Regions from separate parts of the Oryctolagus cuniculus genome. Here region 2 is linked to region 1. A link is a contact called in public Micro-C data. All regions are on one chromosome and are shown on one strand. The core of a region is the stretch at or near the end of the contact, and the rest is flanking DNA. Distances in the headings are between cores, read along the strand shown. Region 1 holds the start of ZFYVE21 (zinc finger FYVE-type containing 21). Region 2 holds the start of ATP5MJ (ATP synthase membrane subunit j).

What was found. Hi-C and Micro-C count contacts between places; a contact is called where the count stands out from the background.
Region 2: a contact with region 1 is called in a Micro-C map of ear pinna, with 4 times the contacts expected there. The contact joins the promoter of ATP5MJ here to the promoter of ZFYVE21 in region 1. A contact is called at or near these places in 2 of 6 Hi-C or Micro-C datasets (ear pinna and an unstated tissue).

Annotation. Positions count from the first base shown.
Region 1 is chr20:46,478,316-46,482,790 of mOryCun1.1, forward strand. It overlaps ZFYVE21 (zinc finger FYVE-type containing 21), which reads left to right and starts at 1,778. Exons shown (of 7, transcript XM_051834890.2): 1 at 1,778-1,915. The coding sequence starts at 1,778. XRCC3 (X-ray repair cross complementing 3) reads right to left here and starts at 1,654. Exons shown (of 8, transcript XM_051834879.2): 1 at 1,365-1,654; 2 at 237-400. The coding sequence starts at 285.
Region 2 is chr20:46,611,289-46,615,763 of mOryCun1.1, forward strand. ATP5MJ (ATP synthase membrane subunit j) reads right to left here and starts at 2,415. Exons shown (of 4, transcript XM_051834936.2): 1 at 2,263-2,415; 2 at 128-251. The coding sequence starts at 251.

The DNA of each region.
Region 1 (4,475 bases), core at 528-3,027:
CACCTGCCTGAGGCGGACGGGTGGCCCGCAGGGTGCAGGCCCCCCCATTCGTCCAGGCCGGGAACCAGGGCTCTGTCTGCGGCGTTCACTTTTGTCTTACTTGAGGCAGGGACCGAGGGACACCGCCCCCCGTCCCGCAGCTGGGCCAGGCTGACCGGAGCCGGGAGCCCCCCCCCCCCGTCTCCCCTCAGGCACCCGCGCCCTCGCCGCCGCCTCCCCCGGCACAGAGCACCCACCTCTCCTGACCGCGGTGATGATTCTGGGGTTCAGGTCCAGCTGATCCATCTCAGTGCGCTGACCGCAGACGGGCGGCGAGCACAGGGCGCTGAGCCCCGCCGCCGAGCCCCGGCTGACGCACCTGCCCGCGGGCGACAGGTGCCCAGCGCGTCTCCACAGGGCCCTGGGGGGCAGGACACTTGGGGAGTCAGCCTTGGGCCACCGGGCGCCCAGCCGGGGACAAAGAAGGCTGTGTCCCCGGCCCGGGCAGGCGGCCTGGCCCTCCCAAGGCCAGGGCGTGCTGGGCGGTGCCGGGGTCGAGGTCCTGGCAAGGCCCGGCGTCCGGGGTCAACTCTGCCGCGGGGGCCGGGGCACGAAGAGCGGGAGGCCGGCCTGCACGATGTCTCGGCCGGGCCGGGCAGCCCCGGGCTCCTGGTCACCCTGGACGCCCTGGGAGGGGCTGGACGTCCTGCTGGGCCCTGCGGCCCTTGTGCTCAAGCCAGTGGCTGTCCCCTTTTGGCCCGAAGCAGGGGACAAGAGGTCCAGCCCCGGAGGCCCTTCCGCAGCGGGGGATGTGGGGCTGCGGCTGGGCAGGGCCTGGGCGGGGCTCCGCCCGCTCAGCGGTGAAGACCTGCACCTGGCCAGGAGGTGTGGCCAGCCCAGGGCACGGCCGGGGCGCTGTGGGCAGGCCGCTGGACACACGCCCAGGACCAGCCACGGAGATTCCTCGGCCGGGGGCCTGGCTCCTAGGCTCACCCGCACGGGTCCTCACGGACGTCGGCTTCAGCCAGGTCGGTCTGGCAAGCCCACCCCCGGCCAGTCTTCGGCAGGAGCCCTGCTGGTCACTTCGCCCAGCATCCCCGGCCCCCGCCGGGGCCTTCCGGCGCCGCAGCCCGAGGCCGTGGCTATGCACCAGGCTACGGCACCCGGCCCGCGCCCACCCGGCCCGCCTCGCGGTGGCCGCGGCCCGCCACAGGCCGACTGCTGGGGTGGACACGCGGCTCTCAGCACAGCGCACGCCCTGGCGGCCGGGCACTCACGCCGGGGCCCGCCCCAGACCCCCGTCCGCAGGGCTCCTCCGGCCTCTTCCCGGCCAGGCCGCCCCCCCTCAGCCCCACGAAGCCCCGGCCCCCGCCCGCCGCGCTCACCTCCCGCGCGCGCCGCGCCTCCCGGCGCTGTCCCGCCCCTCTCGCCGTCTCTGCCAACGAGCGCGGGGTGCCCCGCACAGGCTGCACCAATCAGAGACGAAAAGACGCCTACGTGGCTGACTAAGCGGCCACTCCAAAGTCTCAGTTACCCCGAGGGGGGCGGAGCGGACCCTGGCCAGCCCTCGCTGCCGATTGGTGACCGAACGCAGAGTGGCGGAGGAGGTGTCCTCGCACTCGTTGGCGAGGACAGCGATGGGGCGGGGCCAGCGTTCCGATTGGTCCGAGCTCCAGGCCGGGCTCAGCGATTGGGCGGCGGCGCCGTCCGCCGCGGGGGGCGGAGACGGGCGGGGCGGGGCGGTGCCCCAGCTGCGCGACAGCCGGGCAGGCGGACGGCCCGGGGCCGAGGCGGCGTCATGTCCTCGGGGGTGGCCGCGCGCCGCGACGCCAAGAAGCTGGTGCGCTCGCCCAGCGGGCTGCGCATGGTGCCCGAGCACCGGGCCTTCGGGAGCCCGTTCGGCCTGGAGGAGCCGCCGTGGGTCCCGGACAAGGAGGTAGGACCGCCCCGCCGCCCGCGCGCGACAGGTGGGCGAGGGGCCCGGCGCTGGGCGCCGCCCGGGAGGCCGCGGGCCGCGCGGCGGAGGCGGGCGCTGCGGCGGGGCGGTGGCCCCGCGCCCCTGCGGTCCGGCAGCTGCGCTTTCCCGCCGGGGGGCGGACGTGCGCGCGGGGCGCCGGGGGCCGTGCGGGGCGCCCCGCGCGCGGCGAGGTGCACGCGCCCTCGAGGCTGCGGGCGGCGCTGGTCCCGAGCCCAGAGGTGACCGGGGTTGTGGGGGCGCTTCGTGCGGGCGGGGCGGGCCGGGCCGCGGGCGGGGGCGAAGTCCGGCCTGGGCTGCAGCGGCCGCGCGGGGAGGGGCGGCCCGAGTGTGGGTCCGCTGCGAGCCTGCGCCCGCCCGGTGCCAGCCGCGGGCGGCGAGGGGCGTCCTCCCGGGGGCGTGGCCGGGGGTCGGGCACGGCTGTGGGGTTGGCACAGTGCAGCCCTAAAACCTGAAGCTGTGGCCGCGTCCCGCGCGGGCTCCTGCTAATGCGCCCGGGACAGCGGTGGAGGCTGGGCCCCTGCGCCCGCGTGGGAGCCCGGGCTTCGGCCTGGCCCAGCCCCGGCTGTGGAGGTCATCTGGGGAGGGAACCAGCGGATGGAACTTGCGAGCGCGCGCCTCTCCGTAGCTCCGCCTTGCAAGTAAGTAAAACTTTGAGAACTATTGAAAAGTAGTGGTGACGCCGAGGACGGGGCCGTGTCGCGTGGCAGCGTCCCCTGCCCGGATCTGGGTGCACAACCTCGGAAGAGACTCAGGATCGCTCCCTTACGAACCCCGGCTGCCCGAGTGGTTGGGCCAGGCCCGCAGGCGAGCCCCAGGTGGGCGGTGGGGGGACCGGACGGGCCGGTTACCCTGCGCGGTGCGGGCCGGGCCCTGTGCAGCCCGGGGCGGGGGCGCGGGCCAGGGTCCTACCTCGGTCCCGGGGCAGGGGCTGCTCCCGGCTGGGCAGCAGCGTGGCTCCTTGGCGCCAGGATCCCCGTCCAGGTGGGCCAGGCCAGAACCTCCCCTGGCGGCACGGGGGCAGCCGCCCCGCAGGGCTGGGCGTGGCCTTGAGGGGTGGGCGCACTGCCCCGGCGGGAGGCGGGTTCCGGTGTGCAGTCCAAATCCTCGGACAGGCGAGCTCCTATCTGTGGCCCCCGCCCCCCCGCCGGGCCTGGGCTGGGCCGGCAGCCAGGAGCTCCGTCGGCGTCTCCAGCCGCGGGCCGGGGTCTGCAGGGGAGCCCGGCGCGGGGCTTAGCTGCTCCGTCTCCCCGGCTCCGTCGCGGATGAGTCCAGGTGAGGTGAGGGAATTCCAGAAGCTACGGAGCGTGGAACTGGAGTTTATTTTGTGCAGGATTCTGAATCCACGCGCAGTCCTCTCCAGCGTGGCTGTCACTCCCGCGGGTGTCTCGGCTCCTGGCCCCGAGGCTGCCCCGCTGTGGAAGGAGCGGGTCGCCCAGGGTGCAGGGGCAGCCAGGCAGCGCCAGCATTTCTTTCAAAGGCGGAGTCCGCCAGGGCCGGGCCAGGCCGAAGCAGGAGCCTGGAGCTCCATGCGGGTCCCCCACGCGGGTGCAGGGCCCCCGCGCCTGGCTCGTCCTGTGCCGCTGTCCCCGGCCATCAGCAGGGAGCTGGAACCAGACTCGGGCCGGCTCCCGCATGGGGGCAGCGGCCTCTGATCCAGGCCTGGGTTTGTCTGTGGCTGCGAGGGGCCCTCTTTTCTTTCTTAAGATTTATTTTTTTATTTATTTGAAAGGCAGAGTTACAGAGAGGCAGAGAGAGAGGTCGGTCGGTCTTCCATCCGCTGGTTCACTCTCCAGATGGCCGCAACAGCTGGAGCTGAGCTGATCCGGAGCCAGGAGCCAGGAGCTTCCTCCGGGTCTCCCATGGGGGTGCAGGGGCCCAGGACTCGGGCCGTCTTCCAGTGCTTTCCCAGGCACAGCAGAGAGCTGGATGGGAAGTGGAGCAGCCGGGACTAGAACCGGTGCCCATGTGGGAAGCAGGTGCCGTGCGTGGTGGCTTTACCCTCAGCCCGGCCCCAGGGGCCCCCTTTTCTTCATATCACCAGCCGGGGGAGACAGGTGCCCAGCCCTTGGCCGGACAGCAGGGGAGTCGGTTCTGAGGCCTCCTGCCCCGCCCCACACCCGCTGTCCCTGTCCCCAGTGAGCTCCCAGCTTACCCTTGGGCACCTGAAGACTGGGGGGGGCAGTGGGCTGAGAGGTGCCCCAGGCTGCCCCTCCCCCTACCCCCTCCCCAGCTGGGTCACCCGTGGGCTGCCCCTCCCCCTCTCCAGCTGGGTCACCCGTGGGCTGCCCTCCCCCCAGCTGGGTCACCCGTGGGCTGCCCCCCTCCCCAGCTGGGCCACCCGTGGGCTGCCCCCCTCCCCAGCTGGGTCACCCGTGGGCTGCCCCTCCCCCTCTCCAGCTGGGTCACCCGTGGGCTGCCCCCCTCCCCAGCTGGGCCACCCGTGGGCTGCCCCTCCCCCCAGCTGGGTCACCCGTGGGCTGCCCCCCTCCCCAGCTGGGCCACCCGTGGGCTGCCCCTC
Region 2 (4,475 bases), core at 1,165-3,664, 130 kb after region 1:
GGATACCGCGGCCATCTGGGCGTGAACCAGCAGATGGAAGACCCCTCTCTCTACCTCTGCTTGTCACATAAACGCATCTGAACAAGGGGAACTGCTCTTGCGGACGGGAGCCGGGCGAGGCACTCACCGGCGCTCCGGATCTTGTACACGATGAAGCTCATGAGCCCCATGCCCATCCAGATCTCCTGGTAGACCTGCGTGTAGTAGGGCCTCATGGGTGTCCACACGCTCTTGACAACGCTCTGCAGCATCTGCAAGTGCACAGCGCGGGTCACCGTGGCTCCCTCTGCCAGTGGGACCCGCACCCACGGCGCCGCCGGGGCCTGGCGCCGGTCTCCGGCCGCCCCCCCACCAGCCTGCCCTCCCCAACGGCTGTGCCACCAGCAGCAGTCCTGCTGGGTGCAGACTCCGGTCGGTGCCTGTCGGCACGCTCAGGGGCTGGCACTCAGAGCCGAGGCACCAGGTGGCCGCGCTGGTCCCTCAAAGGCCACACACCCGGCCAGCCACGGCCAGCGACAGAGCGGCAGTGACTGCACAAGCGAAACCAGCTGCTTCGTTACTGGGCTTGACCGGGAAAGGGAACCGCGTTCTCGGCGAGTCTGCGTGCATCGCGCTCCGTTTCCATCTGTGTGCTCGGGGACCCCCGAGGGTCTGCAGGACTCCGGCCACCTGCCGAGCCTGCGCCCGGTCTGGGCTGCGGCCAGGAACGCTGCCCCTCACCCAGCTTCTCTGGGGACCCTCTGCTGCCCTCACTGGGTCTCTCAGAGGCCCAACCCCCTCAAGGGTCAGTGCCGTCCTCCATTACTGCGACCTGTCCCACGGTCAGCCTCTCATTCAGCAAACATGAACCAGGCACACACGAGGCACCGGAGCCGGGCAACACGGCAGAGCCGGGACAACTGGGTGTGTGTGCGTGTCCTGGGCAGAGGCTGTGCACGCCAAGGAGAACCTGGGGAGTCGGGAAGAGTGGGAAGGAGGCCACGGCGACCGCCAGCTCCAACCCTGCTCTGCACCTGCCACCAACTTGAACTGTCTCTCCCTCACCTGCAGAAGAGGCACAGAAACGGAACCCAGGGCCGGCGCCACGGCCGTAGCAGGTAACGTCGCCCCCTGCAGTGCGGGCATCCCATACGGGTGCTGGTTCAGTACCAGCTGCTCCACTTCCGATCCAGCTCTCTGCTGTGGCCTGGGAAGCAGTAGAAGGTGGCCCAAGTCCTTGGGCCCCTGCACCCGCGTGGGAGACCAGGAGGAAGCTCCTGACTTCAGATTGGTGCAGGTGTGCTGCCCCCCAGGGCCCAAGACGGCCTCGGAGGAGCAGTCTGGTGTGGAGTTACACAGATCTCCATCCCGTGGTTCACAACCCGAACGTCTCAACAGCTGGGGCTGAGCCAGGAGCTGCGTCCTGGCCTCCCCCTCGGCGGCAGGCAGTGGGGGAGCAACCGATCCCAGGCACCACGTGCCACAGCGCCCACCCCGAGAGACGGCCAGGCGGGAGGACTCAGGTTAGCGTGCTCCTGCCGCCCACGCCGGAGACCCGGATCGCGCTTCCGGCTTCAGCCGGGCACTGGCCGTTACGGGCATCTGGGGAGTGGACCGCAGAACTCTGCACACTCTGGGGGCGGCGATGTCGTCGTTAGCACGGCGGGGGGGTTCGCACACGGCACAGCCGGGGCAGTGTCCAGGAGAAGGGCGCAGGTAAGAGGCCACAGACGGTCTCGGGCGCCCCGACGCCGGCTCCCTCCGGCCTCCGCGTATTCGCGCACGGCGAATATCCCCGCTCCTGCCCCCACACCCGCCCCGACTTGCCTTCTAGCCAAGGCTGTCCCGTCTGCCGGACAAACCACACCTGACAGCCAGGGCCCCGCCTTCACCCCGAGCCCGTTCCGTCCACCGCTGCAGATCCCGACTCAGAGGCCAAGCGGGTGTCCGCCTGCAGCCACGCAGTCCCGGCGCCGGGCAGCGGCCGCCCACGCTCGCTGACCACGGCAGGGGACACCCGCCCGCCCCAAGGCCCCCAGGAAAGGCGCGCCTCTCGGCCCGCACCGCTGCCGGCAGAAGCCCCGGCGGCACAGGTGCCTTGCGCGCGTGACCGGCCGACGCCCCACTCGCAGCGGACCCCGGGACGCACACCGCGGCCGGCCCCCAAGGTCAGGGGCGCCGGGGGGCTCCCGCCTGCCCTCTCAGCCCGCTCCCGCCCCCTCGGCCCGCCCCTTCGCGTCCGCGCTGCCCACAGCTGCGCGCGGGGTGCGCCCCGGCACTCACCTCGGCGCACACGACCGCCCGGGCCGCACCAGCGCCCGCGGAACCGAAAACTCGGGAAGGTCACGGAGCACGCACGCGCCGCGCGGAGCCTGCCGGGAAGACGGAAGCGGCCGCCGCGCTCCGAGGCCAGAGCGCCTCCAGGTGCGCTTGCGCACCACAGCGCCCCCGCCGGCCGCCCGCAGGAGTGGAGGACTCCCGGCCTGGGAGCTGGCCTGTCCACCCGGTCCTAGCAGGTGGTTTAGTGAGTCCAGGAAAGGTCCATCCGCACCGGACGAGTTGATGAGGTAATATGCCCTCTTTTTTTTTTTTTTGAAAGGCAGAGTTACAGAGAGGCAGAGGCGTGGGTGGAGGGGAGGGGAGGTCTTCCATTCACTGACTCACTCCTCAGAGGGCCCAAGGGCCAGAACGGGGCGATCCAAAGCCAGGATCCAGGAGCTTCTTCGGGTCTCCCACGTGGGTGCAGGGACCCAAGCACGTGGACAATCTTTCACTGCTTTCCCAGGCCACATCAGAGAGCTGGATCCGAAGCGGAGCAGCCGGGACTCGAACCGGTGCCCATATGGGATGTCAGCACTGCAGGAGGCGGGTGTACCCGCTATACCACAGAGCCCCCCCTTTTTTACAAATATTTTATTTATTTGAGAGGCAGAGTTACAGACAGAGAGAGGGAATATATTAAATCTTATCAACAGAGAAAGAAGCCCTCCCCAGGGCTGCCGACATGAGCTATTACCAGAGAAATTGCAGGGTTCTGGCTTCGCGCAAGAAAGAATTCAGGCGTGAGACAGAGTAGTGGGAGGTAAAATAGCAAGGTTTGTTAGGGAAGGGACATCCGTAAGGACGGATGGGCACCTCTCAGACAGAGCCTGAGAGACTGGGGCGGGGGGGCAAGGTTACATGGTTGAGTGGCGAGAATACACCTGGCCAGACCAGGTGGGTGGCTCAGCAGAGAGGCAGAGGGCTGAGCGTGCTGTTGGGCTGAGGCCAGGGGTTTTTAAGGAGATGGGTCTTGCTTCCCCACCTCTGCTCCTCTTGGAACAAAGGGCTTTTGGATGTAAATAGAAAAACTTCTATCTGAAACAAAGGACTTTATGGATGCAAATGTTATCAGGCAGGAGGAAGGGTGGGCAGGACCCCCTAGAGAATTGGGATCTGGAGCAGGGTACTGGGCTGCACCTGAGAGATTGTGGAAGATTTGTCAGGCAGAAGGGGTGGGGACCCCCCCCCCCCACCTGGCAGGTTATCAGGTAGAAGAGGGCAGGGCAGGGCAGGATGTGAATACTGGGCTGCCCGAAACACCATCAGGATGACTTTGAGATGCAGCATACGCTGGACATAGTCTTCCCTTTAGGCCTGTTACACACACATAAGCTCATACCTAACTTCCTACCTAACATTCCCCCCTCAAGAGGCAATACCCAATATTCTTTTTTGGGATTATGGATGGAGTTCCGTTTTCTGTAACTTCTTCAAAGCTGGCATGTGGGCGTCGAGGGGGATTTGTGTATTTCCTCTTGCTATCTGTCTTATGGTGTGCAACAGTGGCCTTGGAAAGACTGTCCTGCTTGGTCCAGAGGGCTGCTCAAGGTCGTCCAGCAGAATGGGCTGGAAGGCTTGTCTGACAACCATTTGGAGTTCGACAGCTTTTAGTCTGTTAGAGACAAAACAAACAAGGGCATTAAAAACACACGGTCCAAAGAGAAGCAGCAAGATTACAGAAGTTCTTGGGCAAAGGAGAGGAAATAGCCAGGATTTCCATGACCAGATGTCAGGCCAGAAATCCCAGCCCTGCTTGGCCTGGTCCTGGAGGTGCTTGGCTTTGTCCAAGAAAGTACGAATTTGGGTTTGTACCTGTCCAGTCTGACTGACCCAGAGACAACATTCTTCCTGGAGCATGGCACAGACACCTCTCGGAGCAGCAGTTAGCATGTCCAATATTTCTTTCTTTCATAACCTTTTGTGACTTCCACACACCCTCTTCAACTTACTTGAAACATTCCATCATTTCCATTCCAGTCTAGAGTAAACTAGCCATCAGGATAAAGTCATTCTTACAAACCATGTCCTTTCCTTATTTAAAAAACTCTTTCCTTCTAACCTTCATTACCAAGAACACTCTTTCCTGTGCTGGCCTGCAGCACAAAGAACCGGGTTTCCTAAAACAGAGAGTGGGAATGCGGGGACAAGGACGCAAAGAATGGAGCCAAGACAAA